Regions from separate parts of the Mus musculus genome. Here regions 1, 3 and 4 are each linked to region 2. A link is a contact called in public ChIA-PET, HiChIP or PLAC-seq and promoter capture Hi-C data. All regions are on one chromosome and are shown on one strand. Each heading gives the region's core, a stretch centred on a gene start, on an enhancer-like site or on the middle of the called end of the contact. The rest is flanking DNA. Distances are from core to core; before and after follow the strand shown.

Evidence for each region. Promoter capture Hi-C pulls out the DNA fragments that hold promoters and counts their contacts. ChIA-PET counts read pairs in DNA pulled down with a chosen protein or histone mark. HiChIP or PLAC-seq counts read pairs in DNA pulled down with a chosen protein or histone mark.
Region 1: a contact with region 2 is called in a Ronin ChIA-PET map of embryonic stem cells, with 8 read pairs. The contact joins the promoter of Platr20 here to the promoter of Zfp354a in region 2. A contact is called at or near these places in 2 of 39 promoter capture datasets (the SN4741 cell line and hippocampal neurons), 3 of 484 Hi-C or Micro-C datasets (all in embryonic stem cells), 4 of 115 datasets of contacts at active chromatin or transcription factors (embryonic limb bud, embryonic stem cells and stem cell-derived neural progenitor cells) and 4 of 9 other capture datasets (adipose tissue, embryonic stem cells, liver and 1 more).
Region 3: a contact with region 2 is called in a promoter capture Hi-C map of liver, with 2.9 times the contacts expected there. The contact joins the promoter of Zfp454 here to the promoter of Zfp354a in region 2. A contact is called at or near these places in 3 of 39 promoter capture datasets (hippocampal neurons, liver and stem cell-derived epiblast-like cells), 5 of 484 Hi-C or Micro-C datasets (CD4 T cells, cerebral cortex, embryonic stem cells and 2 more), 3 of 115 datasets of contacts at active chromatin or transcription factors (embryonic stem cells, neural progenitor cells and stem cell-derived neural progenitor cells) and 2 of 9 other capture datasets (adipose tissue and pancreatic islet).
Region 4: a contact with region 2 is called in an H3K4me3 HiChIP or PLAC-seq map of embryonic stem cells, with 3 times the contacts expected there. The contact joins the promoter of Col23a1 here to the promoter of Zfp354a in region 2. A contact is called at or near these places in 2 of 39 promoter capture datasets (hippocampal neurons and stem cell-derived epiblast-like cells), 3 of 484 Hi-C or Micro-C datasets (cumulus cells, uterus and ventricular fibroblasts), 5 of 115 datasets of contacts at active chromatin or transcription factors (astrocytes, craniofacial prominence, embryonic stem cells and 1 more) and 2 of 9 other capture datasets (adipose tissue and pancreatic islet).

Annotation. Positions count from the first base shown.
Region 1 is chr11:51,215,222-51,221,998 of GRCm38.p6, reverse strand. Platr20 (pluripotency associated transcript 20) reads left to right here and starts at 1,581. Exons shown (of 5, transcript NR_110444.1): 1 at 1,581-1,631; 2 at 2,446-2,541. It overlaps Gm12569 (predicted gene 12569), which reads right to left and starts at 1,428. Exons shown (of 6, transcript NM_001378502.1): 1 at 1,357-1,428.
Region 2 is chr11:51,054,745-51,061,387 of GRCm38.p6, reverse strand. It overlaps Zfp354a (zinc finger protein 354A), which reads right to left and starts at 2,163. Exons shown (of 5, transcript NM_009329.4): 1 at 1,986-2,163; 2 at 1,234-1,316; 3 at 402-528. The coding sequence starts at 1,266.
Region 3 is chr11:50,885,515-50,892,105 of GRCm38.p6, reverse strand. Zfp454 (zinc finger protein 454) reads left to right here and starts at 4,605. Exons shown (of 6, transcript NM_172794.3): 1 at 4,605-4,740; 2 at 5,608-5,737. The coding sequence starts at 5,705.
Region 4 is chr11:51,285,110-51,291,227 of GRCm38.p6, reverse strand. It overlaps Col23a1 (collagen, type XXIII, alpha 1), which reads right to left and starts at 1,308. Exons shown (of 29, transcript NM_153393.2): 1 at 841-1,308. The coding sequence starts at 1,101.

The DNA.
Region 1 (6,777 bases), core at 332-2,831, 160 kb before region 2:
TGCTCATGGTTTCTGGATAAACTGAAGACATGACTGCTCATGGTATGCTCAACCAGGGATTTTTCTTGTTGTAAATATGAGAGAGAGAAAACAGCCAGGGGCACCTGTGAGAGCCCAGAGCAGAGAGAATAGAGCAGATCGAGCATGTTCAGCAGACTAGATCTGGCTAGGAGAAAAACAGAGAGGAGATGAGAACCAGAGAGTGGAGCCCGGAGAGAGGGGGAACTCAGGAGAGCAGTGGAGGAGAGGGAAGAGCAGGAGGAAGGGAGAGAGGGAAGCCAAGGGCCGAAGGCATTAAGTAGCAGGATTATAAAGAGAATGAGGATCTGGACGGAACTAATCCCGCGAGTTGGGTTCTTCTTCTTTTCATTAAAAATAGATTCTTCTCTCATACACTATATCCCACCAACATTTCTCTTCCCACCATGCCTACCATCTACCCCACTCCCCTCCCCTCTGGATCCACTCCCCCTCAACATCCCTTCTTAAAAGAGCAGGCTTCCAAGAGACCACAACCAATTGTACACACAAAAAGAAAATACCATAGGACAAAGAAAAAGCCCTCAACCGAGTCTAGACAAGGCAACCTAAGAGGGGAAAAATAAATTGTCCTAAGTGCAGTCCAAAGTGTCAAAGACACACCCACTCCCACAGTTAGGAGTTCCACAAGAACAACAAGCTAACCGCCACAACATATATGCAGAGGACCGGATACAGATTTCTGTAGGTCCGGTGCTTGCTTTAGTTTCTGTAAACCATATGTGTCCTGCTTAGTTGATTTGGTGGGTCATATTCTCCTGGTGTCCTTTAGCCCCTCTGACTCCCAAGGTCTTTCCGCCACCTCTTACATGGAATTTCCGGAGCTCCGGCGGACTCCAGTTTAGACTCTCTCCACATAAAGTCTTAACTGTGGATCTCTGCATTTGCTCCCATGTACTGCTGGAGGAAGCCTCTCTGATGACAACGGGACAAGTCACTAATCTCTAATCACAGTAAAATATCATTAGGAATCATTTTTTAAAAAAAGACTAGTCGTGTTTGGTTCTACTCTAGATCTCTGGACTATTCAGTTTCCATTTTCTGGCCTTCCAAGAAGTGTCAGGCAAGGGCGCCCGCCCGCTCACGGAGTAGGTAAGCCTCAAGTTAAATCAGACATTGCTTTCTACTCTCACAAATTCAGTACCGCCATTACCCCAGCACATCTTGCAAGCAGGACACATTGTAGGTCAGAGGTTTTGTGGCGGGGCTGGCTTATTTAAGATATGGGATGAGACAGGGTCTCACCTCATAATCCTGGCTGTCCTAGATCTCGCTATGTAGACCAAGTTGGCGGGCAACTCACAGAGATTCACCTACCTCTGTCACAGGAGTGCCCGGATTAAAGGCATGCACCACCCTGTCTTGTTGGAGTGTTGTTTTGTACACTGTGTGAAGATGTGTCTCTGTCCTTCCTTGCCTGCCTAAGGCACCTTCCGATTGGTTAAAATAAAAAGCCTATGGCCTATAGCAAAAGGCAGACTAAGAATAGTAAGGTGGGACTTCCGGACAGAGAGGGGAACTCTGGGAAAGAGAGACGGGCGGGAGATTTGCTACTGTGATGCGGAGAAAGTTGGACGTATGTAACCGAGGAGGTAACTAGGCAGAACTTAGTATAAATGGGCTAATGGAGTTACGAGCTAGTTAGGAGCAAGCCTAAGCTAAGACCAAAAGTATTGTAAGTAAATATGAGCCTTTATGCCATTATTTGGGAACTGAGGTGGACATAGAGAAAGACCCACAGTTGCGTTTGGTGCTCAATGTGCGGAAGAAAATCCAAGCTTAGAGCCTGGGGAAAGTCCTGGGTGAAGGCGGCTTCCTAGCCAAAGAGCAGGGAAGAAGCAGGAGACCGCCAGAGGCCGAGTGCTTCTTTAAGAAGCCCTCACTGAGCAGAAAAACCAGATCCACTATCAGAGCCTCGGGGCAGAGAAGGTCAGAGCAGCTTTAGACAGACACCTGGGAGCCAGGCCACTCGGGGTGCATGCACATACTTAGCCACACTTAGCACACCACAGCCACCACCCACCCCATCCCCAAGGCACAGCCACACGCACAATCTGACTATGTTGCGTGGCAGGCTTCGTCTCTGCTCATAGCTTCAACAGTGGAAAGGCTGAAGTCAGCCCACACTACTCCAGTGAGAGTCTTGGTGCTAACAGAGGTCTGAGCAAGCAGCCCCGGGGGCTTACACATGTGGGCCCAGGACAGGCAGGCACCCCATCCTACACACTCTGTGAGCTACTGGCAAAGCGAACAGATCAGGTCCCTGCACTCCAAAGCCCAGAAGCCTCGGCTCTTCCAGTAAACTGTTAGACTGAGCTGAACAGGGGGTCCAACTATTCCTTGTGGGCTTAAGGGCTGGGGCGGGGCCAACAGCGGGCTTGACTGGGAGCTGAATGTCTGGAACAGGGTTACCCTCAGTGGGAGGTGCAAGCCGCCGAACAGCTCAACAGAGACAACACGCGGAAGATACCTATCTAAGCCCAGACAGAAGCCCTTGAACAGGTAAAAAAAATATTTGGAATTATGCTTCAGTGCTAAAGAAAGAAAAGAAAAAAATAATTTAAAAATTAATAAAATAAAATCTCTTTGGGAAGGAGAGAGTTAGAGATTGAAAAAGAAAAAAATTCTGTGTTAAGAAATGGAAAACACAACAACACAGGGCATCTGGATTCCATATAATTTTGATACGATCATCAGCATACAAATAATTACACTTTCAGTAATGATGGCAATTTTAGATATCCTGTTTAAGAGAGATGAAAATAAAGCAGACTTAGAGAAGGAAAGACTGAAAAATTAAAGGCTGGAATGGAGGTAATAGGAAAGAGATTGGGAAATTCCGATTCGAAATAAATGATCTTCAGAGGTAGCCAGACCAAAGCCTAGAGCCACCTTGTAACTCTAGCCCTGTTCCAGACATTCAGCTAGCTAGTCAAATTTAATGGCAGCCTATTAAATTTCTAGATAAAGAGACTTATGCCGAGTTAAGAATATAGATCTGTTTAATGATGCCATACTATAGATTATATGTTTCAGTTTGTAGAGTTTGAAGAATTACAGTATATACATATGTTAATGCATCATACAATTGATGCACACTCAGGATTTCCATATGCTTTTGCCTTAAATTCTGAGAGAAATGATTCTGAGAGTGCACATTTATTAGAGATGGTGGCCATCTTGGAAATGCCTTTACAGACTGAAGCTGATGATGCTACTGTCTATGTAGCTATTAGAATACAGCCATATTGTAGACATTATCACACAGAGCATGTCACAGGTGTATCTTACATTGCTATAGGTCAGTCAGTTATGAAAGGATCTACCTATGCTTTAAAGAACATGCTAATAGACAGAAGAGGGACATGGGCTCTTAAGCCCATGTGGTGGTTTGAATGAAAATGGCCCCCATAGGCTCATAGGGGTTGGTAGTATTGGGAGGTGTGGCCCTGTTGGAGTAGGTCTGGCCTTAGAGCAAGTGTGTCACTCAGGCATGGGCTTTGGGGTTTCAGATGCTCAAGTCAGGCCCAGTCTCTCTCTTCCTGTGCCTGGGAAACCAGATGTAGAACTCTCAGCCTCCTCTCCAGCACCATGTCTACTTGTGTACAACCATGCTTCCTTCCCATCATAATGATTATGGATTAAACCTCTGAACTGTAATCCAGCTCAAATTAAATATTTTCCTTTATAAGAATTGCCACAGTCATGGTATCTCTTCACAGCAATAAAACCCTAACTAAGACACACAGATAAACTTTTCTTCCCCTACACTATATCAGGACTGTGCTTATTGCCACATTAAGGTAACTAGCACACTGAACTGGTGATAAGACACATGGAGTTTGATGAAAATTGGTTCTAGGTTTGTGGCAGGAATGTGGAAGAGTTTGAAGGTTCATGTTAGAGAAGCCTGAGAATGTCATCAATGTCTTTCTTTATATATAATTTATTTATTTATGTATTTAATATTTATTACTTTTTTTCTGTGCATTGCTGTTTTGCCTGTCTGTATATTTGTATGAGGGTGTCAGGACCCCTGGAGCTGGAGTTACAGATGGTTGTGAACCACTATGTGGGTGCTGGAATATTAAGCCCAGGTCCTTTGGAAGAGTAGTTGGTTCTCTTAACCACTGAGTCACCCCCTTGTCCCCCATCATTAATGTCTTAATGGGACATTCTGGTGAGGATGCAGAATACTGTAATTCCAGTAGTCATCTAGACAGTAAGCACTGTGCTAATGAGACGTCACATGAGAACGGAGACTCTATATAAACTGGGAAGAGAAGCCATGTTGCATTATGACAAAGGGCTTGTGTATATTCTGCACGTGTCCTGAAACTTTGATGGAGGTTTCCAGTTCAAAAGCCATGAAGCTGCTGGATGAACTTCGAAGGCAACGTAGCCTTCAGGCTGTAGCATGGTTACCGCAGACTACTTTTAACCAGGTTGACATTGAGAATTGTAAACGAACAGGCAGAATGGGAGTTGAGAGAGCTACATTTTGGCCAGGAAACAGGATCATGCACAGTTAAAGGTGCTGAGTGAGCAAGATGTGAGCAAAAGTGCGATGCAGGCGAAGTGACAGGACCTGTTAAGGGTCAGTGACATGAAACAGACACAGCGCACTGGGACAATAGCAAAGGGCCCTCAGGGCATCCAGGAAGTGGCAAGATGTCATCCATCCAAGGCTCCAGGATGTCACACTGGAAAGGAGAGCTGGGGAGGTGTCCTGCTGGACGTGGGCTTCACGGAGAATGTGTTGTTTGTTTAGTTGGCTGCTTGGTTTTACTTTGCTTTCCCCAGGCACGCAGAGGGTGCTGCAGCCGTGGTCCAAGGGGCCCGACTATTGCTTGAGATGGCAGCAGAATGTGGCATCATCCACATGGCCCTGTCATACATACAGAGAGCTTGGGTATGAGATTATGGCGGCTTTCGAGTTTTGAGAAAGGCCTATGGAGCAAGAAAATCTGTAGCAGGAATGGATTCCTCAGTGAAAGCAAAGAAAGAAAATGGAATTAACAGTTTCTGGAATTGGAAAGATATATGGATTTTTAAAAATCAAACCATGAACTAGGTATGGTGGTACATACATGTACCACCAACATAGGCCATATAGTAACACCCCTTTCTCTTACACATACACAGAAGTAAATAAAATCATATATCTGCATAAGTATGTATATGATTCTGATGAAAGTGTGTTCTAGTTCATTAGTTACCAGTGAATTAAAATCATGAAATGCAGTTCTTGCAGAGGACCTGAGTTCATCTCCCAGTATCCATGTCAAGTGGCTCACAACCATTGACAACTTCAGCTCCAAGGAATCTTTTGGTCTTTGTGGGCCCTACACTTATATACACCTACCCCCACACAATTATATGCACATAGTTAAAAAAATAAAAGTAAAAGTGTCTTCCTTATTTTCTGAATAACTGTAGCTGAAATGGAAAGTGTCAGTCAGTTGGTAAGTAACTGAGGTAGTCATGGTAACGTTTACATATTGGAATATTATACAGCAGATAAAAGGAACTGAAGGTATGCATGTGTTAACGAAGATATATTTGAAAATGTTATGAAAATGATACCAAAAGGCATGTGATGGAGTGGTGTGTGTATGTGTGTGTGTGTGTGTGTGTGAGAGAGAGAGAGAGAGAGAGAGAGAGAGGGAGAGAGAGAGAGAGAGAGAGAGACCCGAAGCATGTCTAAAAAGTAGTAATGGGGAGTCAAAACATACCATAATTTCAGAAATTTGGAACTGAAAAAAGAATCCTGCAGCTTTTTGTCTATTTGGCTTCCTTATTTTAGAAGGCAGAAAAAATGGTAGCGTTAACCCAGTCTTGCTTCCCTCCCCCGCTCTCCCTGTCAGTCCCTTTCCCTTCTTTCCCCTTTTCCCTCCTTGTCTGACTCCCTTCCTCCTTTCCCTCCCTTCCTCATTCCTTCCATCTGTGTACCAGTTATTTAGCTAACAGTTCAGGTTGAGAGTTTCACAGCTATTTTCTGACGTGGATTTTGCACATAACAGTCAAGCACTCGTGGACTGGATTTTGCACATAACAGTCAAGCACTCGTGGACTGGATGGGAACTCCACCCGCCTCAGTATACGTGCATCCAGCGGCATTCAGTGCCTTGCTATTTGCTCTGCAGCTGTGTAGACCAAGAGCTGCACCTTTGACTCTCATTACTGCCCTTTATTCCCTGACTACTGTGGGCTCTTCGGCTCTGGGAACTTCATGGAAGCACTCTTTCCTTGCCTCTGCTGCCAGAGATGCTCTGGGTGCCGGTGGAGAGGAAGGGAAGCTAGCCTCCGGGTTGTTTTAACATGCCCACGTGAAGCTGTCCCTGCACGTGGCTGCAGAGGACATCCAGAACAGCAGCTTCCTCATCTGGCCACCTTTGTTAAACACCTGCCTTGGTCTCTACTGCTCTGGAAAGCAGGGGGAAGGAGGTCCAACTTACAGAGGGTGACCAGGGGCCTGCAGAAACCAGGGCAAGATTCATGACATGCTCATGGAAAGAAATACTGGACTAATGGCCAAATTGAAAGCAGACTACCTATATAGATAGAAATGGCAGCAACAATGTCCACTGTCAGGGCCAAGGGTGTCCGAGGTAATGCAATGTTTGATGAAGAAAGGGGGGCCAGGCCTTTCCCCCAGGACAGGGGGAGAAAACATGGCAAACATCCTGCTGAGAAACTTCCTGACTGTTTTTCACGATGGCATAGAGATGTCATATC
Region 2 (6,643 bases), core at 914-3,413:
ATGAGCTCAGTAACCAGAAGCCTCAAATGTTTCCCTCACAAGGCCCTTTGCAGAAAAACACATAGCAAAGGAGATGGGCAAGAGGTTCCAGAGATGGAACAAAGCTCTCTGCTGAGAGATGAACCAAGCAAGCATGGAATGACTGCTGGTTGGGAAGATGCCCAGACTATGAACCTTTGCTTCATACCAAGGGAAGCGGTGCCCTCACTGCCACGCCCGCTCCACTGCACATGGGCAGTTCCAGGCCTGCTGTGCAAAGTGTGTGTCAATGCTTACTTATAAGGTCATATTTGTAAGGCCTGAAGGCAAAACTCTGCTAAGATTTCACAATGAAATCTCCATTTGGAAGAGAAGGCACGAGGTCTCGCTTGTGAGTCTCTGCCCACAGGGCACTCTCTTACCCAGCGAGGCCAGGTTGCTGTAGTTCTCCAGCATCACCTCACGGTACAGGCTTCTCTGAGAGGGAACCAGCTTCTTCCACTCATCCCGGGTAAAGAGCACGGCCACGTCTTCAAATGTCAACGACACCTGTGAGGGACAGACAACTCCATGGGAGAAGCCACCCTATAGCCTCAGGCTTTGACACACATGTGCAGATGTATATCCTCACACAGAGATACAGCCATCCAAACACGTGACCAAGTACATGAGAATACGCATATACACATGTATGCACACCACATCATACATACATACACGATAAGAAAAAAACTTTCATGGAAATTGTACAAGCAAAAGATAAAACCATAAAGTGGGAAAAACAACAACAACAACCAACCAACCAACCAACCACCACAGACTGGAGAAGGCTTGGTGAACAACATAAGGATTGTCAAGAAGAAAGAAGAAAAAAATAGAAAACCAATTTTGGTAAGGGCAGAGAATGAAACAGACAAGTGCGGGAGGCAGGACCAGAAAAAAAAGGAATTTTCTCAAGTACGTATGTGTATTCTGTCCCAGGTACCTGGCAAGTTACTTGTGGAATTTGTAGGCATACACCAGACTGGCACCAGGCAACAATAGCCTGTCTATCAAGAGATACATAAGACTGGAACTGTGAACATGGGGTGTGCTCCCCACAGAATCCACCACCCACGGAGGGAGGACCAACTGCTCCAAGGAGGGCATGGGCGATGAAACCCGGTGAAGGCTGAACTGCGTGGATAACTGTCAGAAGGAAAACCAAACAAAATCCGCTCCTTCTGCTACGAAATGAACCGGCAAGGTGCTTACCTGAGATGTCGCTTCCCATTGCTCAGGAGCCATCTTCTTTCTGAAGGTTCTTCTTCCAAAGATGGGTGAAGATGAGGGAGGATCTGAGGGTGGAAAGAAGAAAGGAGTAGTACCTGTTGCTCGGCACCTGTCAGAAGCAGCATCTCCGAAAGTGTCCCATCATCTGAGCCTGGCTCTTCTGCCTCAAGAGAGGGAACCAGGAGCTGGGGGTGGGCATCAGAGAATCGACAAGTCACCAGTCTTCTTGTCCGTGGATGTCCAGAAGCAAGATTCAGGCGACACTGTACTCCATAACCGAGGGGACTCACTGAGCTCCCATGTGAACACCCTTAGACTGTTCACCACATCTCAGCAGGCACTTTCCAGCCCCTTTGGGAAGGAAATTGAAGTCTGAATGCGGCCACAGTGGGGGCGCCTCCGGTTTTGCCCCCTCAGATTGACCACGGGCAGGGACGGTGTTCTTCCTTATAACACGTTGCCCACCCGACTGCACTGCTGCTGTCAGAGATCGATTTCCAGAATACCAGGGGAAAACTCCAGAAAGGGGACCAATAGTAGCCCAGGACAAGAGAGCTGCACGGAAAACACAGCCTGCGTGGTCACTGCCCGGGCGGTGGGGAGCAGGTCACTTGCAGTCCAGAGCCAAGGCCACTGGGAGCGCGCGTTCTGGGGAGGGGGACGCGCAGGAGGCCGCCGAGCCAAACCCAGCCCAGCCCCTGTCTGACGTCCGAACATATCGAGCCTTCACTCACCTTCCCTCCTCCGGCTCCCGCCGCGCCTCACATATGCTCTGAGCCGCCGCGGGTAAGGACTCTGCACGGGGACCTTGGCCCCTAGCCTCGAGCCGCGCCACAGACGCCCTAAGACCCGCGAAGGCTCACGGGGGGGTCAGATCTTGGGGTCCAGAGGGTGGTGGCCGCGGAGCCCTCTGGGAAATGTAGTCCACTTCGAGACACAGGGATTCTGGGATTTGAAGTTCCTCGGTTTGTCTGATGCACAGATTACTTGGAAGGTCAGAGTGGACACCGGGAATCAAACACCTGCTTGTTAGGTAAATAATAAAAGATGTTGCAGGTTAGTGGAAAGGAAGCTGGCACGAAGTACCCTTTAGAAGAGCTTTTTTTTTTTTTTTTTTTTTTTTTTTTTTATAAGGTATTAGTAGGGCTGGAGAGGTGCTCAGCGGTTTAAGAGTCCTTGCTGCTCTTGTTGAGGACCTAGGTTCAATCCCCACTACCCATATCAGTTGCTCACAATGGCCTGTAACTGCAGTGCCTGGGTTCCAATACCCCCTTCTGGCATCTCCGGGCAGCGGATGCATTCCATGCTCATACACACTCACTCATACACACAAGTAATAAATGTCCTTAAAATTCTTCTTTTCCCACAAATAACAACAGCGGGGAGGGGGGAAGTTATTAGAATCAGGCTGAAGGCAGCCACGATGGAGATCTGACGGGCAAAGCTTATCAAATATCCTTCAGCTCCCAAGGACAGGAATTCTGTATTCTTACAAGTTTGGGGAAGTTTGTGTTGACACATGGCCCAACTTGTGTGCCAGGAGTCAAAAGAAAAGGTAGGAAGGCAGTAGATGCAAGCTAAGTTATAACTCAAGGTTGTCTGGGGTGTCTGTTGGAGCTAGGGTGGCAGCTGAGAGAGGAAGAGAGAGATAACTTAGCTCTGTGAGCCTTGTCAATGTCACAGCACATTGCTTGTATCAACTCTCAGTCCAAAGAGGGAGAGACTACAGGAGTGTGTGGTCTGACTTTTCAGAGTACGCTGTACAGTCTGTGTTCTAACGGTCACGCACCAAGCCCTATTATGAGCCATTTGAAAAACTGAATAAAACAAATGTCATTATCCTGAAGTACTTTATTTTTTGTAAAAGGCAAGAACCAGACAACAAGCCACGAACATAATTAGATAGGGATCTAGAAGATACCTGTAATAAGACCAAAAACAAAACAAAAAAACAACAAAACAAAAAACAAAAAAGAAGAAAAGACAAACAACAAAAGAAGGGTAGGGCAAAGCAAGGGCAGCCTGGGCAGACAAGAATGAAGCACGGGGTTGAGGCAACAACTCAGGAGAGGCAGAATTGTAGCAGTTGTAGTTTTGTGGCTGTGACACTCACTTGAGAAGAATAACTTAAGGGTCTAAAATAAAGGGCCAGTTTGGGGCCGTGGTTGGCAGGTTAAAGTCCTCGCCTGACTGACTCCATTGACTGTCGGCTCAGAGCAAGGCAGCAGAATGTCACAGAAGGACAAGGAAGATGAAAGCCGTGGAGCTGAAGGCAGCCAGGAAGCAAAGAGCAGCTAACAGGAAGGGGTGGGGCCAAAATAGACCCTTCAAGGACATCCCTAGAAACCCATCTTCTCTAGCCAGGCCACACCCCCTACAGCTCCATAACACCCCAAAACTGGTTGAAAGACTGAGTCCATCAATGGGTTAAGTCATTGTGTATGTAACAGCCCTTATGATGGACTCCTCCGTGGATACGGCTTATCAACGCAACCAGATATGGGCTTTAGCAAGCTTTTGGGTACCCCTCAATCTAATGAAATTGACAATCCATAGCAATCAGGACAGAGACATTACAGGAAGAGCCAACAGATAATTGTTTTAGAATTTTTTATTTATGAGGACCCGGAAGAAGACTCAGTGGTGAATCGCTCCCTGCCAAGCCTGGTAACCTGAATTCAATTCTAGGAACTCACATAGTGAAAAGAGAGACTGACCTCACACATACACTGTGCCACATACATTCATATATGCACAATAAATACATGCAAAACATTTTATTTTAATTAATTTGGTGGTGGTACTGGAGAATGAACCTGAGCCTCTAGCAGGCTAGACAAGCATTCCACCCCTGAGCCACATCCCCACTCTGTAGAGAAAATCGCTTACGCGCATCATCTGTCAATAAAAAAGACTATGGCCAATGAGCTGAGGCAGGAAATAGGAGGTGGGACACTGGCAGGAAGAGACAGGATTCTGGGAAATAGTGGGAAAAAAATAAAAGGAGATGATGAGAGAGATGTGAAAAAGCAGCAGCTGAGCCTGAAGGACAGGTAACTAAGTGGTAGACAGAATAGTTTGAATGGGTTAAGTAAGCTACAAGCTAGTCAGAGAATGAGCCAAAGCTATGGCCTAACCAACTAATAATAAATAATTAGTCCCAGAGTTGTCATTCCTAGAGCAGGGGATAGAAGAAAAAAAACATTTTTTTTTTAAACACCAGCCCTCTTTTAACTTTTGAGACAGAGTTTCATCAAATTGGCTAGGCTAACATTGACCTCACTCTGCAAAAGCTGGCCTTGAACTTTGAATTCTTTTGCCTCAGACTCCTAGATAGCTGAAGTGGCAGACTCTCCCAGGCCAGGCTAGTAGGTATTGTCAGTCACACAAAAAAAATTATAAATACACCCAGCCCAGCCCCACTCCAGTTTCTTGGTGCCACAGAGCAGAAATTAGTAGTTAGGGTTTTGATTCTTTTATCAGCACTTAGAAGCCAAGCTTAACCTGTCACCATTCACATCTGCTTCAGTTACAACTGAAGCCACAATGTATTTGTTGCAGCTCAGTAACTTTCAAAGCTCTTATCTGAGGCTTATTTACTTCAAGGTATTCAAGTAAAGTTTTATTTCTAGTTGTTAATATTATCTTAAGGCTTTCTTTTTTATTCTGTCAACATCCTTGAAGTTTATCTTTGAAGATGGTTTTCTTCCGTTTCTTGAAACAGAATTACTGTGTCAAGGACTGCTAAACCCTAAGGTGTTTAGGGTTGGTCTGATGCTATGTATACAAATGCTAAATTCTGAACCCCAAGATCTTGCTACCCTCAGATGAGTGAATTCTCACATACACTGATCTTTGCTGTGTAAACCTTCCTCCCCAATTTTAAGCCATTGGTTACATAAAAATGCCTATAGCCAGTCACTGTGGAGAGTAGAGGTAGACAGGATTTCAGTTACCTGGTGGAGGTAGTGAGGAGGGACCACAAGGAGAGAGAGAGAGAGCTGGAAAGGAAAATAGAGAATGGGAGGAGAGAGATAAGGAGACCACCATTAGATGGGATGGACCATGAGCATGTGGCCAGAAGAAGTCTACCCTGAGGACAGGCTGATGGAGCAAGAAAGCAGCTGGGGTGAGACCAAGCAACTAACTTGGGGAGCACAGCTGGGAATTAGCCAATCTAGCATATATAAAAATAGATTAGGGGTAATCACACAGTAATTGTGCTAAGCTGATTAAAATAAATTATAGGCCTCAATCTCAATTATTGGGAGGCTTGATGGCTTAGATTTTTCAAAACCTACACTAATGAGGGTTCTTAAATGCTTCAGCCTTCCTTTTAGGCCACCACTCAATAGAGGGAGTGGAAAAGAAAAGTTAATAGGAAACAGGTTGTGGACCTGTTTAGAAATAGTTCTTTGGGTGGGGGGATTCCAATCCTCCTTGTCAGCAACCAAGTCGTCTAGCAAAACGCCAACACGAATCAGCAGCAGCAATCCAGCCCACTGGGCAATCACCATTCACGAATCAGCAAGTAAAGGCAGTTCAATCCAGAGGAAACCACGAAGCTCTGCCAATCAGCCCAAGTCCACGAAAGTGGAAAGATGCCCCCAGACTATCACAAGAAGTTCTTCGGCTAGCTGCTCTCTATGCAGTCACAACCAGCAAAGATCAGTGATGGAGACGCAGTGCCAGAGCCTCCTCCCACAGATTTATATCTTTTCTAAGCATCATTTATCCTTTCACTTGTCTGGCCCAGCAAAACATTATATGGCATGACTGAGTTTCCAAAGAAACCAGAAATTTCTATTTAAGGGGCTGGCTGGGTCATAATAAGAATGAATGGAGTTAATCAATAGCATTTACAACAACACCAAGGCATTGAGTCTGGAGCCTAGTTCTCCCCTGGGAGAATTTATAATCCAAATTCTCATTATTGGTTGATGGCCACATGTGTCTGATGCCAGTACCCACTTGCGATTTTCCTTCAGTCTTTTCTGTATTTAGGAGAGATATGGCTTTGCTTGCTTGTTTGCTTGTTTGATATGCAGTTTTGAAAAGTTGTGCAATTATGCATAACAAAAGAAAATGTTATGGCATCAAAATCTTGATCCCTCTGCCTTAGTCCCTGGAGTGTTAGGAGCACAGGGGACAGCCACCACACCTCCCTTAGGACTGTTTTCTTTGCAGTATTTTGGACTTGAGCTGGTGGTGAGAGCAGAATTACTGGAAATAGACTCCTGAGTCTTCAGAGGATCCATATACTTAGTGGATTGTGGGCTGACACATTCAGAGCTTCAGGAGGTGCAGAAGAGGCTGACCTGATAGAACCAGATCTGTTAGCAGAGGGTCAGAGGTGATGACATTACATACTATGATGGTTTGTATATGCTTG
Region 3 (6,591 bases), core at 3,356-5,855, 170 kb after region 2:
CACCAGTGAAGACAGAACAAGCTAGAAAATGAGAAGGATCCAATAGATTAGGACAGATTGCCAAGTACAGCAATTCAGGAGAAGCTGAGAGAGAAGCCAGATTGAATCAGTCAGCTTGGAGAAGAGTTTGAGCCAGAACAGCTAAGTTGAACCAGCCAGCTAGTGATCAGAAAGAACAAGAAAGGATGAGCTTAGTTAGCAGTAAGTCCCAGGCTGAAAAAACTCTAGGCCCTGGGTAAGATTATAATGATGGCTAGAAGCCTCAAGGACTCAGCCTAGATTAGCAGATGGAGGCAGCAAGCCTCTGAGGCAACAATTACTCTGGCAAATAAAAAATACTTTTACCTGAAGAAAGGAAAAAAGGAAGGCAGCCTGTGTAGCAGAATTTTAGCATACCTGTATCTGGCATGAATTCTGGAGTGGTAGGACCAGTAGCCATTGTAGACTTTGAAATAGCCTTTGTAAATAATGACTGTTATCTGAAATTTATGGAGTTGCTCTTCCTGAACGAATCACTAAAGCTTGGCATAACCTAGTCCCAAGACATACCTGGCAAACCAGAAAGTATTATATGTCTGAGAATTGCTTATGTAATGGTTCCCTCAGAAAACTCCTAGATGAGATGTTTTGGTATGTGGAAATTGGCTTACTAAAGGCACCCCTGTGTAACAATGAAGAGGCTCAGCAAAGTGGGGAGTTCAGTCCATCAGAGAACCTGAAAGGTTCAAAAACTTGGGAATAAAAACATGTCAGTTCCCCAGAAGGCATGATGGGCTTCTCAATGAGCACTGACAATGGTCTTTGCTCAAGTGTCGCCACTGGCAATGGCCTTGACTCAAGTGTCGCCCTGACTTAGGGAGGAAAAATCTGGAGCTGAGTGATGTCCTGAGACACTTAGCTGGAGGAGATAACAAGGCCAGAACTGAGCTGGTTTCCAAAACTCTTCAAGGTATCACCACATATAAAGAAACTAACATAGCAACCAATCAAAATGGTGCCTACTGTCACTGCTTTGCCCCTAGCAATCATATCAGAGGTTACCTACTCCTTCTGGGAAATTCCCCTGCTCCTGCATAAAAGGGGCCTGCGAGCCTCTCAAGTCATGGTTGACCCCTTAATGCTGGTTATTTCGCTTTATTTGCCCTGACATATTATTTGAGTCTGAGGTCTTCCTTCCGCAATTCTTGGACCCTAACACATGCTACTTCTGAAAAGCCTAGATTCATCCTACAGTGGCTCTTTCTTGAGATCATCCAAGGTAACACTGAACACCAACAGCCCTGGAAGTTGACTCCTTTGGATATAGGTGAGGTAGGGCACTTGCCTATATTTACACTAGTTGGCATGAGTTCATCTCTGCCCACCATATTTGACTAGAACAATAACTTAACTACAAACATTTCTATTCACAGTACATAGGATGGAGAACACCTGGTCCCTCCTGAGAAGTAGCCCCCACTTCAGGGTGCCCAAGGGAGTGAGCCAACTGATAGCTGAGCAACAGGATCAATGAAAAATGGCAACCCCCACCCCCAAAAGACCAGTACATCTAGGAAATTCTGGGGGGTTAGTTATTTGAGAGCAGCCAAAGTAACAGGAAATGAAGCTAAAGGAAGGTGTTTCACCCTAATGCAAAGATCTTATTGATAGGCTCTGCAACACAGCGATAGGAACTAAGTAGTAACCAGTCTTGAAGAAGTCAGATTGGTCCTATATAAACTTTAATTTGCATATCCAGAGCTCATAGGGATAACAGACAGGAAAATAGTTTTGGTGTCTCCCAACCCCTTTCTTCCTTAGCCTGGATCCTAATGACAGAAAGTGCATGAGGAAAATGGGTGTGGCCTGGTGAATGCTAGGAACAGTAAGGAAAGCTCCTAAGGGCATCCTAGCTCGAGCCATTTGAGGAGAAAGGTGTCACTACAGTGTGTTTTCAGTTGCTTTAATCTTTAAGACAGTCTCATCCAGGCTGCTGTTAAACTCAATCTGTTGCCTGTCTCTACTTCCTGAGTTGCAGTTGTAGTAGGTATCGAAATCACATATTCATGCAAGCACTCTACCAATTGAGCTACATGCCAGTGCTGTTTAGAGGCTGTGCATGTCTCTCTGTGTGATATACACAGCAGGTGCCTGTGAGTGCACCCACACCCACACACATACATACGGAAGGCTACCCATATGATATTAATTCCCTAATGACTTCACTTAGCCCCAGCAGGAATGAATCAGATAAACAGAAGTTTCACTACTTTCATCAAAGATTTTGGAAGACTTGTCTCCTCCTAGCTAGTCTAGGCACACAGTGTGGATGCTTCATATTCCTTCATTAGCAGGGGTGAGATTTCTGGTCCCACCTGTTTACTGGGGTCTCGCTCAAGGTGCTCCATAATTAGAGACTGTTTCCTCCTTTCTTAATGGTGTAAAACTTGGTGCTCTTGGTTGTTTTAGATAATAAAGTGCTTAGGGAAATACCTAACACAGTTAGTGCTAAATGCTATTTAATTGTCGATACATCTGAAAACTGATGTCTAAATTTACTAGCATGCCATCCAGAACCCACAGCTCCTAGGAGGATCACTAGGCTCTCAAAGCAAATGTCATAGAAAATAACCCATTGGATTAACTGTAACCCATAAGCTTCCCAACAATGCCATGGAGATTTGTTATTAATTATGAAGGATTTAGTCCTTGGGGGAATTGTTCCCAACTAGCTCTTATAACTTAAACTAACCCGTTTATATTAATCTAATCTCTGCCACATAGCTGGTTGCCTCGCCTCAGTTTTACATGTCTGTCTTCCTCCTTGTCTGGATGGAGAACTTTCCATCTCTCGAGTCTGACTGAAGAATCTCTCCTCTGTGTCTCATTGAGGAATCTCACTCCTCAGACTCCCTCCCAGAGTTCCTAACTCTGCCTGGAAGTCCCACCTATCATATCCTGCTTTGCCATAGGCTGTTCACCTCTTGATTAAACCAATCAGAAGGTGTTAGAGGCTTTTACAAAGCAACTAAGACAGGTGTGGCTTAACAATTCCAATGTCTGGGCTGTACTCATATCTCTGCTGGTACAGAAATCACCATTTGAATAATACAAAGACAATCTTACACCATGCACAAAACCGATCATCCCAGCCTTACAAGAGGTGTATACTGGAGGGAGGGTATGCCACACACTGACTGTTGCAGAAAACTCCAAGTCTACTGTCCTTTCTCTCCCTCAACTACACCATAGTCTGGGTTTTTAATTTATTTTGCTGTTGTTTTGGATGAGTTTTGATTGTTAGGAAGCAAGCCAACAAATGCTAAGTCACTGTCCTACGACCATCCCTAGTTTTCACCCTGAATCTGTCCTGCCCAGAACTGACCATAGTCTGCACAGATAAGTTCATCTGTCCACTTGGAACTTCCATTGCTTTCCTTTCACACACAAAATAAATCCACATTTTTACCATGGGGTCAGAACCTCAGAGTCACACACAATGTCATCTTGAGCCCTTTTTTCTTTCCTTGTTCCTGGTGAACATGCTGGTCTTGCTAAGCATCAAATATCCTAAGCCAAATTCTTTGTGGGGAGCTCTTCCTGGGACAGTAAAATCTCCCAAACACCCTGCCCCTTCTCACTCTGAAACCCCTAACTCAGCATTCCTGTCCTTTCATTCACTCCTAATGAATATTTTCTGTTTGATGGACCACCTTCCCTAGTCACACAAAAACTGCAGTGCAGGAGTCACTCTGTTTCAACACTCTCTGCTCTATGCCTTAACCTATATGTGTGTGCCCTAAGTGAGAGAATGACATCTTTAAAGCCCAGGACAGAGCCACTGACATTGTATCCTAAAGGGTGGCCAGCAATCCCAGAAGTGTCAATCTCAAATCATATTTTTTTAATTGAATTTGTTTCACTTTTCTCCCAATAAGAAAGTTCCTCCATGAATACTTACTACATATCCAAAGGCAACTAGACATCTTCAGGGAAAGATTCTGGTACATTACTCGATACTCACAGGCCCCAGCAAAATACAGTCACCAGAAGTAAATCCAAGCTTCTCTATATACTATCCCGTGCTCCCAGAGACACTTGTTTACTCTGCAGAGACTTCCAGGGCCATCGTCCTTCCCCCCCCCCGCACCCCCCTCCGGTAATCCTGCTACCCAAACCCTCACTGCACTCAAGGTCTATCATGCCTCTCCAGTCCAGCTCCAACAGAGGCTGTAGCATTTTTGAGAGCTTGGTACTGACTGTCTTTCAAGACCTTTCTCTGTCGTTAGGCGCTATTACGACGTTCCTGGATGTTCTCTGGCTTTGCTTGCAGATCCTAGAGTCTAGTAACCTTGATAACAGCATCCTGGACCTTTTTTCACTGCTGGTCTCCACAAGACTAGACCACTTGTCTGCCCAGCGATAGGCTAGTGCACCGCAGAGCCTTCTGGGAATTGTAGTTTCGGCCACAAAGTGACTAGGCGCAGGCGCGCTTTATCGCTTTTTGCTCCTGGTCTCCCTCTGAGAAAAGGAGTCCAAAAATCTAAGCGCTGCAGCAGAGAGATTTGTGGGAATTAGGCTTCCCGGCTCCTGGACAAACGCGCAGGCGCGGCTCCGCGTCAAGCAGCAGGCTCCAGCTCATTGTGTCCTGACTACTCTGTCGAGGCTATGCTCTGCAGTGGACAAGCTTCTAAGGGAAGCCCCACGGTGATCTGCAGTGTCCAGAGACTGAAGGTCAGGTCTGGGAGTTGAGAACAGAGGGTACGTAGACTAAGGGTGGGTTGTGGTCCGTTTTGAAAGGCGTGGATCCCACGTCCTTAACTTTGAAGCGCATGTACTGAGATTTGATTCCACACATGGAAGGGACCAGCAGAACTGTTTTGTAGTCGAGCTAAGGGATCCGAACCTGATTGCACGTTGAGAAGGGTTGGTCAGGACCTCTAGCTCATCTTGCTGCAAACTCACAAATACAGTTGCATACAGCTGCTGGTTATATTCCCGGCGTGGCTCCAAGTTCTCTCTGAGGAACTTGAGAAAGGGACACCTTCACTGCAGCCCCTGCACTTGACGAAACTGTGGAGGGTGACTTATGTGAATGATTTCTTCTCCCGGAAACCCGCTCCCTACACTGTCCCATCCGAAACACGAAACAGCCCCCCCCCCACACACACACACACAGAGAGAGAGAGAGAGAGAGAGAGAGAGAGAGAGAGAGAGAGAGAGAGAGAGATCTGGCCGGTTTAACTCCCCTTCCCTTTCAGGAAAAAGTCACCTCTTTGCCTCCTCCTTCCCTCTAGTTGGGATAGAGCTGTCCCAGGAGGAAAGGCTGTCTTAAGACGCCAAAGCATAGCTGCAGGGGAAGGGACAGAGAATGGGTAGAGTTTGAGGACTGGGCCGGGCAAGCTTTCTGCAGGGGAAAGCCAAAGCCACACAAACGGGAAGGCATGCAGGATCTGACTAAAGGAAAGATGCGAAGGAGAGCTGGCATGGGGAGAAGTCACTTTACAGATTGGGTGAGGACAGCTACCTTCAGAGGGAGTATGCACTGGGAGCAAAAGAACAAAGTGAGCCAGGATGTGAATGGTGAGGCGCATCCCTGTGACCTTTGACCCGGCCCTCTCATTACAGGAGTGCAGATGCTTCTAGCCAGAGAACCCCAGCAATTGTAAAGCTCCTCCCCTGCCTCCTTCCTACTCAATGCTCCTCAGCTCACCAGAGAAAAGGAATGGCTGTCAGCCAGCTCCCGGCCCTGGTCCAGGTGAGTCATCACTGTCCAGTGTTGTCCCCCTGTATCCCCAGTTGTGTCCTTGACTTCATTCATTGCTCTAACCAGAAGCTTCCTTTCCAGCCACCCCCAAAGACCCCAGCTGCTCCCTCCCACCACACATCTCCTCCTAGTGAGCTTTAGAGCTTTCTGTAAGGCATGAAAGTGGCACATCTGGGCAGGATTCTAGGTTAGTATAAAATGAAAACCTTTCTACTTCTGTTAGCCAGTAAGATGGTGGTCCAAAATGGTAAAGGCAGGAACTGACATAGGATCTAAAGAAGAAATTTGAACTGTTTCCCGTGAACATGGGGTGTCCTAGACGCCACGTAGTTATTGATGTCTTTTAAAGATAACGTGTAACTTTTGTTTAAGAAGAATATATAGGATTAGTACAAAAATAATTGAAGAACTCTACTTCTATAGGCTAGGGGGATAGTTTTGTGGTAGAATACTTGGTTGGCATGTATAGGGCTCTAAGTTCAGTCTCCAGCACCACACACACACTCTCACAAAGCTGGCACATATACACACACAAAGCTGGGTATGGTGGCTTACACCTGAATTCATAATACTTGGCAGACTGCAGCAAGATTGAAAGTTGAGGCTAACCTGGGCTACATGGAGAGCCTGTCTACAAAGGGCTCAGATCTAAAAGGCATTCTGAGTGGTACCAGTCTCTTTAGGTAAAACCTGTTCTAATTCCTTTTCTTTTAAGTCTTTAACTATCTGGGACAGGGATTTATGGGAGGTCAGAAGCTGGAAGAACCACCAACCAGTTCTAGCTTGCTGACAGCTCATTCTCTTCTTGAGTTTGGTAATCAAAGAGCTTTATTTAGAGGCTGAAA
Region 4 (6,118 bases), core at 59-2,558, 230 kb before region 2:
GATCCTCATGCCTCTGCCTCCAAAGTGCTGGGATTAAAGGCGCTCATCAATATGCCCAATGGTTGGCATTTATTTATTTATTTATTTATTTATTTATTTATTTATTTATTTTCGTTCTGAAGCCCAGGCTGGACCTGCATCTCAACTATATAGTTTAAGCCAGCCCCCAACTTGTAGAGAGATTCACACAATTCAGCCTCCTAAATTCTGGAATTACAGATGCCACCAGGGCAGGCTCAAAACAGGAGTCTTAACCCTCGGAAAACAAACCTAAGACGCTTTGGGGGTGGCCTGTAGAGATCACCACCCAGCCAAACGCGCACAGAGGCAGCTAGCTCAGCTGTGTCCTAGTCTTCGATGCACAGTTTTAGTGGGCCAGCTAAGGAACACAGCACATCTAGGCCAGAGCCGCTCCCAACCTAACCTTCCCGGACACAGAGGAAGGGCTGGCCTGAGCCTTGAGGTGGTCCGGACTGTTTCAGGCAGACTAGCCGTGGGAACGCAAGAGCCTCATTAGTATCTCCAGCGCTGGAGAGCAGGCAGAGGCTGTGGGTCTGAGCACACACTTCAGTAGAGACTCCGCACTCAGGACTGTTGTTACCCCAAGGTCTTTCTTTACCATAGCCCCTTAGTGTTACCTAAACAGCCCTTTAAGTTGTTTTTCCTGCAGAAGCAAGTCCCGGCACAGAAGCTGGACAGCAGGACCCTTCCCCACCAGCGACCCCAGTGCAATCCACTAGGTGAGTCCTGCTCCTGAAGGTGACGATCAACGCCGCCCCCGCAGCCCTACACCCCCTCGTGAAGCGGGACATCCCCCGGCCGGCGATCGCGCGCCCTCACCTCCCGTAACAGGCGCTCCAGGTGCGTTTCGGCCCAGGCGGCCAGGGCTCCGGACGGCCCCGCATGCCGCAACAGCTCGCGCTCCTGCTCCAGCGCCGCCACTCGGCCATGCAGGGCGGCCGCCTGGGCTCCCAACAGGAGACAGGCGGCCGCAGAGCCCACCGACAGCAGCAGGCACAGCGCGCTCAGCGCCCGCGACCCGCAGCCCGCTCCGGGGTCCTGCGCGCCTCCTCCGCCCGCCGCGCGCTCGCCCGCGCCCATGGCGACCCGCCGGCTCTGCGTCGGCGCTGCGGCCCGGGGCGGCTCCAGGTCGGCGGCTGCGGGGCTCCGCGTCCGGGTGGCCGCGGATCGCGCACGCCCCCCTAGCCGCCCGCTCAGACTCAGCGGCCACTGCGGGCAGTTCCTTCTATGCAAATAGACCCCGCCAGAAAAGGCGCGGGGACCCACCCAGGGGAGGAGCGGCCGGACGGGGAGGGCGGGGGTGGTGGTGGGGGCCTGGCGCTCATCAGCTCCTCGCAGTCCGGGCCCTCGCCTAGCGGGTCCCGGAGCGCGAGCCTCTGTACCCCGCCGGTGCCACCCGAGGCACCCTATGCGGCCGGGCTCGGCTCTGTCGCAGGCCGCCTGAGGTTGAGGCACTCACTGTTCGAGCCTTGGGAGTGTTCCCCAAGCTTGTAGATTGACCTTTCTGACACTTGCAAAGCAAAACTTGGAACTCTGTGGGAAAGTTAGAGGTTCTTTCTAGACGGTAGCTGAGCGCCGCTTGGTGGCCAAAAGCGACCCCTGCGGGTGTGCGCAGGAAGACTTGGTAACCGAGAATCAAAGAGAAAGAGAAACAAAGGAAGGAAAGAGGAAAACTAGTGAGAGGAATGTGGAAGGAAAGAGAGAAATAAGGAGAATAAGAGACAAGGAAGGAGGCAAACTAGGCACCTCTTATAGTCAATGTTCACCATAGCAACTCAGGCATGGACACTAGACAAAAAAGCTCATACTTCTTTCCTGAACCAGAGGGAGCAGTTAGTTCAGGAAGCAGACAAAAAACAAATGGGAAAAGTGTCTAAAACTTGGTATACCTTGAATTCTGCAGGGACAGACTTAGCCCAAACCCAAATCTGGAATGCATCATACTGACTTGTCTTAACCACAGTTACATTAGGACACCAATCGGGCCCAAAGAGAAAGCCATCCACTTACAGGGATGGCCAGAGAGGCTGAAGTTGGAATCCAGGTTTTAGCTGCCAGGGCCCCCACAAGGCATATTTATACCTCAAAACTGGTCTCAAGTAACTGTCACATTAACTCCTGGGACACCCTTTCGAGAAGAGTCAGTCCTGAGTTTGGAGCCTGGTAAGGGGCACACGTGATGGAGTGGGTTTTAGATAATTTTCCACCTTCCCTTCTGACTCTCCTGTGGCTGTCTTCTTAATTTCTGTGGCTGCATTATCCATTCTGTATTCTTAAAGCCTGTTGAGACCCAGCAACACTCCTACTCCCCTAATTAAAAGGGAAATCACCCAGCTGGCAAGACCCTCTGAACTAAAACTTCCTGGGGTTGGAGGCTGTGGCCTCAGGTAAAGTGGAGTTTCTGGTAGTGGTTATAAAGTCTTGGCCCTGTGTGAAAACTGTGCCTGTGCCCAACAAATATTCTGAAAACCTCTTGCCAAGCAAACCTGACAGTCTACTGAAGTCTCTGAAAAGACGCCAACACCGTATTACAAGTTAGCACCCATTCTCACTACCCATTACCTACCAGTGTTAGTGTTAATGGGTACTGTTTCATTCTAGAAGCGTCTGTGTATTGAACAGGGCGATTGCTCCCTGGGTCTTTATTCTTGTCAGATACCTATGTGGATTAGCCTTCCTCCCAGACTGTGAAGAGCAAGCGCCTAATCCTGAAGTCAAGGTTTCCAGAGCCTGTCCCAGACTGCCCAATCTGAGGTGGCCTCGTTCTCAGTCCCCTTCATGATTAATCAGGAGATGGGGACATCTGTCCTAGTTACCTTTTAACTGTATCCTCTTGTTTCAGGCACCGCTGTCTTCTTACAGAACACTATCTGGCCTATAGCCGACGTTCAATAAACACTGGGTAAGTGAATCGAGATGAGAAATATGTTTACCATCTGCAGTTCTCAGTTGGAAAGGCAGGAAAGAAAACACTCAGTTACTTGTCAATTGGGGTCCTAGAAGGAAAGGCGGCATCCTCAGAACAGGTGATTGAAGCCAGCTTGATGGTAGACAGACTTCATGGTGGCAAGGAGGGAAACCAGCAGGAGGTAGGGGGTTGGGGGTGGCGAGCACCCTCTGGCTCACAGTAGTAGGAAGCCCTTATCCCTAGCTGAACTAGTGAGAGAAGCCTGCTGGGCAGCCTGTGGAAAGTCAGGTACTATAAGAAGTCTGCTCACCAGGAGCTGTGACCTTTGGTTGCTGAGATCCAGCCTCAGCAAACCACGGCTTGGTGGGGGAAGGGGTTGGGAGAAGAAATTCTCTCTCTTGCTGATGACCTCCACTGGCTGAACCTACAGGTCAGGAGCTCAGGAATCAAACTGTAGAAGGCAGCCCCACAAAAAGCAGACAGAGGGCAGATATGCACCCCACCTACCATGCATTCAGCTGAGCACCAACCTATCAGATATATATTCTTACCCCTCTATGCACTCCTCAGAGAACCAACAGGCCATCAGGATGACTTTGCACTCTCTCAGTACAGGAAAAGCCAGAGGTCTGTCCCTCACAGCAAAACTATTCCGGGTATGAGCTGTTTTTCCTATTTACAGGGCCTCAGGCACCTGTACAATGTTCACATAACAGGCAACCCACGGGTATAAAATCCCATACAACACACCCAACCAAGCAATGCACGTATTAGCCAAGGAAGTGAGGTGAGCTCATGATGGTGAACTCACTGGTTAGTCCTGTATCCTGTAGTAGTCTGAAGGAGCCAGCCTTGGAATACCAGAGCTGCCTTTGAAGACACTGGAGAAATGGTAACTCAGAAGGGTGCAGTGCCCTCTTTTGGGATATGGTACATGATTAAATCAGGGCACTTCTCTATGATGCCATGTCATAAAACATGTCAAAAAGCCTAGGAATAGAAGCCAGAATGACCCCATCAATAATCGCTTGCTCTTCTCCCATCTCTGCGTTATGCATGTTCAGAGCAAGGAACCCACAAAGTTTGAGCTGTCTTGCTGCCTCCCACTCTGACTTCTATACAGGGTGCTGATGGAGTAACTGGGAGTGCTGTTTCCACACTGGGGAGAAGGGAAATATATGGGTCACCTGGCCATACCCCTTTGCTGCATTGCATCGGGAACAGAAATGTGCAGTGTGTTCCAGCCACTGACACTCATAGGTAACACAGGTAACTGAAGGGTCTGAATGTGCTCACAATGCTGCTCAAGAATGCAGGGCTCCATGGAATTACTTCCAGCCACCTCTCCCAAAATTTAAATCAAGCTCTAAGGTTTTAAGGAACAGAGCTTCAAGTACATGGTGAGATCGTCACTGAAGTCACCAGGTCTTCTGCCAGCTGGCAGTAAAACTGAAACAAGCCACTTACCCTTTAGACCCTTTGCCTTCAGCTTTTTAAAAAGCAGGGACTAAAGGGGACCACTTAGCTCTACTCTGTTTAAAACTAGTAAAACTATATGGCAGACTGCAAGGCATGGGGAATCAGGCAATAGAAAGGAGGTTTTCGGGGCATGGGAAAAAGACTCAAAGACTGTCCTTGTCCTCTAGTGACTTCCTGGGCTACAGAGAAGACCTCAGCCAGGGCTGGGACATAGGAGGAAGAGCTGAGTGGCTGCAAGGTAGTCTGAATGGGCAAGGCGGTTTGGAATCACAGGGGAGAGGGCTGGATATCTAGGCTCCCGTGGAGTAGGAGTCGAACAGATCAGGAAGACTGGGGTTCTAAATGCAGAAAACCTTATAGTTCAAAGTCACTGAGCACTCAGATGTTTTTGGATGCAGTGGGGGAAAACGAATCCTAAACTAAGTACTGGCCTAGGTCTTGCTTAAAACCAAAACCTGGAAAGATCAGTTTGAAGTAACCATGTAATAGCTGACACATGCAGCTCGCACATACAGACTAGTAAGGTACAACAGGAAACTCCTTGACCAAACAGCAGAGGAAAAGATGCATAAGAGAATGTGCTTGCAAGCAACTCGAGAATTGGTATACAAAGATAATAAAGTGAGGACTGTATTCCTTATGCTCAGGCAACTAAAGGTAAGGACCCATGATAGGTTCTTTTTAAAAAAGACCCAAAACAAACTCTAGAAGATGACAATTTGAGATTTTAAAATTAAAACAAACAAATAAAACAATCACAGCACTGGGCTGGAGGAGATGGCACAGCAGTTAAGGATACTTACTGCTCTTTCAGAGGATCCGGGTTTCATTCCCAGAATCCACATGGTGGCTTACAACCATCTGTTAACTCTAGTTCTGGGGGACCTAACACCCTCTTTCTAGCCTCAGTGGGCACTGTAAGCAAAGTTAAACCTGTGCCTTTAATCCCAGCACTTGGGAGGCAGAGGCAGGTGGATCTGAGCTCAAGGGCAGCTTTGTCTACAGTGAGCTCCAGACCAGCCAGAGAAACCTTGTCTCGATAAAACAAGCAAGCAAGCAAGCAAGCAAGCAAGCAAGCAAGCAAGCAAGCAAGCAAGCAAACAAATAATAAACTTTTAAAAAGAAGAAAAAGAGCACTTGCTGTTATTGCAGAGAACCTGGATTCAATTCCTAGCATCCACATGACTATAACTCAAGTTCCAGAGGATCTGATGCCCTCTTCTGGACTTCATGGGCACAGGGACACACATGGTACACACACACAAGCAAAACACTCAAACACATAAACACATACACTGGATGGAGGGGGGTGGTGGTGGAAAGAGTGCTTGTTCTTTGCAAGCACGAGGACCTGAGTTAGAATTCCTATCATCCACATAAAGCGCCAGGTATAATATCAGCACCATGGGAGCAGAGACAAGGTCAGCCTTGGTCCAGACTCTGACTCAAGAAAAGAGGACAGAGCACACTAGAGCAGGGATCCCCAAGCCCTCTGTCTCAGGAGCATCTGTGGGCTATGCAATGATTTTGAGGGTTTGCCCAAAGCTTAACTGCTGTTCCTGAGAGGAGCTGGCAGAAAAAATTTGAACAAATAATGGCTGATTTTTCCCCCCTCTAAATTTGCTAAAAACTACAATGGATTCAAAGAACTTCAAAAACTAGGACATAGGAATCATGAAGACAACCACACAAGGCACATCAAGAGTTGCT